Regions from separate parts of the Mus musculus genome. Here region 2 is linked to region 1. Evidence: chromatin contacts called from public HiChIP or PLAC-seq data. All regions are on one chromosome and are shown on one strand. The core of a region is the stretch at or near the end of the contact, and the rest is flanking DNA. Distances in the headings are between cores, read along the strand shown. Region 1 holds the start of Zfp148 (zinc finger protein 148). Region 2 overlaps Zfp148 (zinc finger protein 148).

Evidence for each region. HiChIP or PLAC-seq counts read pairs in DNA pulled down with a chosen protein or histone mark.
Region 2: a contact with region 1 is called in an H3K27ac HiChIP or PLAC-seq map of neural progenitor cells, with 2.8 times the contacts expected there. The contact joins the enhancer-like site here to the promoter of Zfp148 in region 1. A contact is called at or near these places in 8 of 39 promoter capture datasets (the 3T3-L1 cell line, 3T3-L1-derived adipocytes, cranial neural crest and 4 more), 8 of 484 Hi-C or Micro-C datasets (the G1E-ER4 cell line, the HL-1 cell line, cerebellum and 4 more), 5 of 115 datasets of contacts at active chromatin or transcription factors (the SCID.adh cell line, embryonic forebrain, embryonic stem cells and 2 more) and 3 of 9 other capture datasets (adipose tissue, liver and pancreatic islet).

Annotation. Positions count from the first base shown.
Region 1 is chr16:33,378,688-33,382,423 of GRCm38.p6, forward strand. Zfp148 (zinc finger protein 148) reads left to right here and starts at 2,088. Exons shown (of 9, transcript NM_011749.4): 1 at 2,088-2,340. 1700007L15Rik (RIKEN cDNA 1700007L15 gene) reads right to left here and starts at 2,049. Exons shown (of 2, transcript NR_045709.1): 1 at 1,829-2,049; 2 at 1,167-1,692.
Region 2 is chr16:33,491,859-33,495,594 of GRCm38.p6, forward strand. Zfp148 (zinc finger protein 148) reads left to right here. Exons shown (of 9, transcript NM_011749.4): 8 at 3,487-3,605. Among named protein-coding and RNA genes, the nearest start is that of Slc12a8, 24 kb to the right of the region's middle. Within about 2 kb of position 1,618, at least 4 of the 459 cell types and tissues checked have an H3K27ac peak or open chromatin away from gene starts, as enhancers often do. A contact at or near this core is called in neural progenitor cells, where this site is marked.

The DNA.
Region 1 (3,736 bases), core at 838-3,337:
TGAGTTGAGCTCAGGTTGCTATCTTGTGAAGCAAGTGCGGTCACCTGCTGAACCCCCTTGCTGATCCTTCATTTGTTTTAAAGAGTTATTTTTATTCATGGTGTGTGCTTGTGCATATTATCTGCCATGTGTGTGCAGGTGCTCTGGAAACTTGGGCCCTCTGAAAGAGCAGCAAGTGCTTTGAAATGCTGAGCCATCTCAGACAGGGTTTCTCTGTGAAGCCCTGGCTGTCCTGGAACTTGCTCTGTAGACCAGGCTGGACTCTAACTCAAGTGATACCCCTGCCTCTGCCTCCTGAGTGCTGGGATTAACGTCACTACCTTATGGCTGTCTCTCATTGTTTTAAAGTGGGTGAGTGGAAGAAATTTAAGATGGAAAGGAAGCAAGCTGCGTGGCCAAGACTGGTATTGGAAGGTAAGCAGCAGCAGTCTGGATAAAAAAAATGGACCAGCAAGAATTTCAAGAGCCTTCAATCACTCTTACTTTGAAGGCATGGTCAGTAGTCTTCTCCACTCTGCCCATTTTAGATGGTTGTTTCTTCCTTGTCTTAATTCTCTTCAGAAACAAAGAGATGTATTCCTAGTGGCAACCCTATTCATCTTAGTCCACTGGGTGTGACCCTAGGCTTTTAGCTCTTTCTAGTTATTAGCTTTACCACAGCTTAAACCTAAAAGTTAGCTTCTTGGCTGCCAGAGGGTTTTTTTTTTCTTCTCTTCCCTTTTTAAAAATACATCTGAATTTGATGTCACTGCAGTTGCTAGAAGTTGCCAGAAGGCTGTCCTCCAGCTAACTGTCCCTTGCTCTAGCTTGTATCACGGTTTTGTTACAATTAGCATTCAGAATATGCACTGTCATCTTATTAAAATTTATATTTTTTTAGTGGAGAAGGTTCAAGTAGAGTTTATTGTGAGGCTGTGGGCTCATCCCTGCTTTTCTTAGTTAACTGTGTTTGAATTCAGCTGAACTTCTGAGCCTCAGCTACTTCAAAAGGCGTCGCGGTTTACTAAGGTTAACGCCTGAGGGAATATTAACCTTGCAGACAGTAATCTAATTCAGTGTCATCACAAGTGCATAATGCGGGAGTTTGGAGTTTGGCCAAAAAGCCTATTCAAATGAACATTCAAGGGGTGGGGAGGTGGGTGTGGACAAGGAGAGAATTCCAGAAATGGTTATGTAGATATTTTAATGTCCTTTCCCTCTCACCTCAAAGGTTATGTTTAAGTATTGCAGAGAGGTGCTAAAATAAAGCCTTGAGATTGTGAAACAGAAATCCTAACGAAGGTGCTCCATCTCTCAGGAAGTTCCCAATAACCCGATCGACATTCACTGGGCACATTAAGTTAGCTGACCTTGTACTACTGTGTGGGCACAAAGGTCATTAACTGTAAGCCCTCCCTTTGTATAGGCAACTAAAGGGCCTTGGTGTTAAATGAGGGCGCTCCTAAGAAACCAGGATTTAGTGAAGGTCGTCGAAGGGCTGCCAAAAGATGGCTCAACTAAGCAATCTTAGGTATGCAGAGATTATAACCAAGTCTTTGCTGACATGCAGACCGTGGTTTGGGCCAACGAAGTCCTGACTGGGATCTCTTGCTTTTTCTCGGTGCCCACATCCTGCATCGCGGTTTGCAGACTCCAACCAGGTTTTCTAGTTTCAAGGGTGCAGGGTAGCATCTTCCGGAAAAAGAGGAGAGGCTAGGTAAGAGAATAAAAGAAAGATCCAAGAAATCCTGGCTAAACCCTTCATCGACGTTCCCGCCCCTTCCACTTCCCAGGGCCTGGGCCGCTATTTAATCCCCATTTTTCACTTCTCGGGGTGCCAGGCACGCACCCAGCCTCAAGGGGAGGACGTCCCTCTCAGTGGCTTTCCCAGCTCCCATCAATTTCAAAGCGTTTTCCTCTCAGGCCCATCAGGGGGACCCCCAGAGCGGGGCCCAGCTTTCCCGGCCACGCCGCGCTGCTGACACGCAGGCGCCAGAATCAAAGCCACGCTTGGTCTCGCAGCCAGGTCTCCGCGCCAAGCGAGGGCCGGCGGCCCGGAGCGCTTCCTGTGTGCGATGCTTCCCATAATGCACCGCGCCGGCAGCGGCGGCGACCGCGGCGACGCTCTAGCCGCGCCATGTCTGCCTCTCGACTGCTCTGGGAGGAGGAAGAGAAGGAGGAAGAGGAGGAGGAGGAGGAGGGGGAGGAAGAGGAGAAAGGCGCAGGGGTGGGAGCTGTCGCCGGAGCTGCCACAGCAAAAGTTCTCTCCCCTCCCCCTCGCCCTCCTCGTCGGGCCCGTGGGAAGGTCGGAGCCGCCGCCGCCTGCAGTCAGTGACCGCGCGCCTCGGCGCCAGCCCCGCGGTAAACGCTCGGCCTGGCAGGCCTGGGCCCGGGAGGGCGGGGGAGGGGAGGGGGCGGCGCGCGGTCGGGGGGGGGGGAGCGCGGCGACGACGGTGTGACCCGCAGGAGCGGCGGGCCGGCCGGCCGGGGGGCGGCCCGGGAGGCGGCGGGCGCAGGCCGCGGGGAGCGCGGGGCTGGGGACGCGAGGATGGTGGGTCGGGGCTTGGAGAACGGAGAATGACGGGGGCGGCGGAGGCGAGAGAGCGGGCGGCCTCCGAGGCCTGCGGCCGGTGTCGGGTAGGAAGGTGGGATGCACGCGGGGAGGCCTCGGGGTGCCAGGCTGTGGGCGACGAGGCCGGCCAGACCCTGGGGTTCTCCGCCGTCTTGGTGCAGTGCTTTCTGCACCGCAGGCCTCGGTCGCCGCTGCTGCCTCGGTGTGCTCGTTGGCTGCAGGGAAGGGCAGGGGCTGGTGAAAAGGGGATTGCTTGCAGGAAGCCGAGTAGGAGTGCGAAAGGGGAGAAAGGGGCCGGAGGGGAAGATGCCGGATAGGTGGAGGAATGCCGGGGGTGGCTGTGGAGCAGTCTTGAGGATTCTGAGGGTGTTCATTGTGCAGATACGTTAGGTGTTTCATTATGGAAAGAACCGAAGCGTTTCCAAGGCAAGGGGAAGAAGGCTAGAGTAGTTTCTACGGATAGAAGGAAGAGCGTTTGAAGCCAGAGGAGTGCTAAATATTGGAAAAGAAGCAGAGAATGCATAATAGAATAGACAGATGTAGCATAATTATCAAATGCTGGCCCAAGGTCTAAAGAGTTATTCCAGATGGGCCAGAGTGGCCTAGTTCGGAACCTGTTTGGGCTCTTCAGTAGATGACATCCGGTAAGTGTGGGTCCCCGCTTGGTTGGGGGTCATTGAGAATTTAGTCACTTAGCCTGTAGATTGGTTTGAGACATTTTAGTGCCGCACTAGTGAACTGAAAAATCTTTGAAAGAGACCTTGAGAAACCGCCTGGCTTCTGGGCATTCTTGAGGCCACGGAGTTGAGAATTTTAGCAGATTTGGAGTATTGTCTGTTACCGGAGGGTGGATGAACACCGTCCTGGAAGACGGTGGAATAGGAATTAACGTGGCCTGGCGGTGTTCTTCTTCACTGCCTAGCTTATATGGTACCACCAGAAGAGCTGGTGCCGTATTTCAGCCTAGGTTGCAGGACATAGATTGTAATTGTCCGGGTCAAGAGTTGGTGCATTCTAGTCTGGTCTTTGAAGGCTCCATTTGTCTAGTTCTATACTTCGGGTTGGCGGGAGATCCTTTTCCATTCACAGTTCCGGGTGTACTCTTTCACGGAGGCATGATGTTATTAAAGAAAATAACATCTGCAAGCAAAATGTAGGCAGAGCATCTAGAATATCTGTTATCTT
Region 2 (3,736 bases), core at 368-2,867, 110 kb after region 1:
AGTGATAAAAACTTGTGGGAACACATGGCATGCACTTTTACCACTAAGCCTTTTGATGGCTGCCACCACTGCCTTAGACCTGTTTTCTACCTTATCACATATACAAAGCCAATGGAGCCAGCCACACCAAAACCTGTGAACGTGTGAGCGAAGTGAATCTGTCTTTTAAATTATCTAGTTCAGATATTAGTTGCAACAAGAGAAAGGTGGCCAACACAGCTAGTTAGAAGGACATTACCTCCCCCTCCAGCCTGGGAAATTCTTTTGAACTAATGATGACAGTAGGAAATTTAGAGGAATCAGTAGGACCTGTTAATTGGAAAAATAGGAAGAGACACGGAAGGTTGTACAGGCCTCTGGCTCAGACAGCTAAGTGACTAGTAGCAACATTTTAATCTACGCTGCGGTTAGCAATCTTCAGTTTACTGTGAGATGCTATGTATTTGAGATCCTAAGTATCAGAATGTCAGGAGTGGCGAGATGATCCAGTGGTTAAAAAGTACTGGCTGCCCTTGCAGAGGATCCAGGTTCAATTCTCAGCATATATACACTGTGGCTCCCAACCACCTGTAACTTTAGTTCCAGGAGATCTGACACGTACTTCTGGCCTCATCCAGCATTAGGCTCGCATGTGGTAAGCATATACACATACAAGCAGATATTCATACACATAAAATAAATAAGTCTAAAATGAAAAAAAAAAAAAGAGATACGTTGAGTAGACAAAGCGTATGGGTCTGGGGATCAAATTTGAGCATAATTAAAGCCATGGCCAGAGATGACCTTTCCTCTTGCCAAAGAAAATAACATAAAAGGAGAAAGGCAGCAGGCTCAGCGACTACTGTACCGTGCCTTGCCAAGTGACAATAGGAGTATCTTTGAGGAGAAAATTAAAGAGAGAGTTGTTTGAGTGATTTGCAAGAACCGTCCTGACCCTGGTATGGTCATACCTACCATGATCCTTGCACTTGGAAGGTTGAGGCAGAAGGATGGTGAATTTAAGACCAGTTTGGGGCAAAAAAAGCAAGCTTCCAGCCAGCCTGGCATACATATCAAGACCCTGTCTCAAACAACAAAACTGTGTAGCAGAAAAGAACCATTTTGATAGGGTAGTGGATAAATCTGATTTACAATAAAGTTTAAACAAGGAGAATTAGTTCAGACTGTCAAAAATCATATTATGTCAAGCTATAGAGCAGTAGATTATGCATAAAGTGTAGGTCCTTGCTATACTCATATGTACTTTATAGAGAAAGCAAGTTCTGTTAGCTCACCACTTGAAGGCTAAAAGTGAAAATGATAGAGCTCTATGAACTTGACCTCTGGTCAGGACCCCTACCTACCACATTATCAGGTAGCATCATGACAGAATTGGAGAGATCTGAAGGGAAAATGGGGGTCCAGAGCATCCATTTAGTTTCCTTGCAAGAAGCAAATCATAGATGCTACAAACAGGAAGTTTGTTCCTTTTGAGAGTATTGTCCTTGATGATGTAATCATTTTATGCTAGGCTCCATTTCCTAAAGATCCCCTGCCTCCCAGTACCATAATAGTGAGGACCAAGCTTCCAACACAGCAGCTTTTGTGGAATACACTCAAACTGTAGCATGTGGCCATCTGTTAGAGGACTCCTGCATCCTGACTCATAGGCTGCTATGGTCTGCAGTATCAAGTGACCAAGGCAAAACATCACAGTCAGGACTAAGAAACTCCAGAGCCCTTGGGCACTAGAAACCTAGTATTGTGGAACATACTGAGATTTTTTTTTTCTTACGTGTTATGCCTTCCTGAATGACTTTTTTAAAAAATCACAAATTTTTTACTCTTCATTTAAATTTTTATACCAGTCTTAAAATTATTTAAATAGTTTATATAAAATAGGCTTCTTTTTCCAAGAGAGGCTCTCATACCCTCCAAGGGAAAAGCATTAAAAATTTTTTCTCCAAAAGAAATTTTATTAAATTGTTTTCGTTTTCACAGAAAAGATGTATCAGTCATTTATTTCCACTTCCGTTCAGCAGTAGAAACACCAAAGTTCCCAAATCAGGGACATCAGCTGTACTGCTTTCTAAGACGACATGTGGAAATAGGTAGCAAGAGTAAATCAGAAAGACGCAGGCCCACAGCTATGTAGTGAGTCCTTACCTCAAGAAGAAAATGCAGGGCTGATGAGATGGCTCAGCAGGTAAGAGCACCCGATTGCTCTTCCAAACGTCCTGAGTTCAAATCCCAGCAACCACATGGTGGCTCACAACCATCCGTAATGAGATCTGACTCCCTCTTCTGGTGTGTCTGAAGACAGCTACAGTGTACTTACATATAATAAATAAATAAATCTTTAAAAAAAAAAGAAGAAGAAAATGCAAGAGTCAGCTAAAAAAACCTTTACAAATAAATGATTTCATTCAAATTGTAGAAAGATACACCTTGTACACACATGTGTGGGAGGATATTGGGAAGGAGAATATTTTCTAACAGTTTTCAGTAACATACTCTTACTGTATGGTGGGGAAAGCATTCAAGATGACCCTGGCTCTGCTGTTCACAGACATCCTTTTATCAGTACAAGCTATTTGAACTCAAAGTAATGTTCCCCATAGCTAAGAAATCTCTAGGGAGTCAAAGGATGAGAGCAGTCATGTGTCGGGTTGACAGCACACTGGTATAATTCTTTCCACAGATGACACGAGAAACTTGGCTTTGAGATTAGAGAAGAAATAACCTTACTTTTGCTTTGCGGTTCTAGGTATGACTCTCACTCAGGACTGCATGTGTGCCATGGCGCACACACACACCACAAATGATTTCCCAACCTCAAACCTTACTTAGGAAACTTTGTCCCAGTACTTTGTGTTAGTAAATTCTCTTTTAAGATATACTTAGGCTCTAGAGTTCACTTACTCCCAAGTGCTTTTAAAGGAATTAAGAGCCGTACCCATCCTGATGATTTGAATTCAAGACCTACGACCCACAGGGTGGAAGGAGAAAACTGACTCCTCAGATTGTCCTCTCACCTCTGCACATTCAGCGACACACACATATGTCTACCACCAATACATAGAAAAGTAGAAGTCATTTAGAATTAAAAAGAGAAAAAAACCCAAAGACCTAAGAATACAATAGCCATGCCCAGACTAGCAAGCTAGCTGAATCCATTTAGGTGTTTGATGTCAAGACTTAGAGTGTGTCTGTTCAAACCCTGGGACCTCTATGGCAGGAGCGAGCCAAGTCCTACAAGTTGTCTTTTGACTGCTGTATGTGTGCTGTGGTGTGCACCACATGTGATGAAGAAATAATTGAAATCTCCAGGTGATATGTTATTTTTAAAAATCTGTACCCAAGAATTGTTAGATTGCATCAGTGCACCAATGACTCTTTCAGCCTTTAGTATATGGCAGACTTTTGGTTTGTGTTAAGAATTTCTTTTGGCAAAACAGTCCATGATTTTACAATGTTTTGTTTTAAAATTTTTAAATCATGTACTAGGTGAAAAACCATTTCGCTGTGATGAATGTGGTATGAGATTCATACAGAAATATCACATGGAAAGGCACAAAAGAACTCACAGTGGAGAGAAGCCTTATCAGTGTGAATACTGCTTACAGGTAAGTCAGACAGTTTGAACTCTCCTACCTTAACTGCAGTGCAAAATCACTAACAAGTTAGGCACCATTTAGTACTAGTATCATTTGAGATTTTTAGGCTCTGATCAGATTTATAATAGAAACTTGATCAG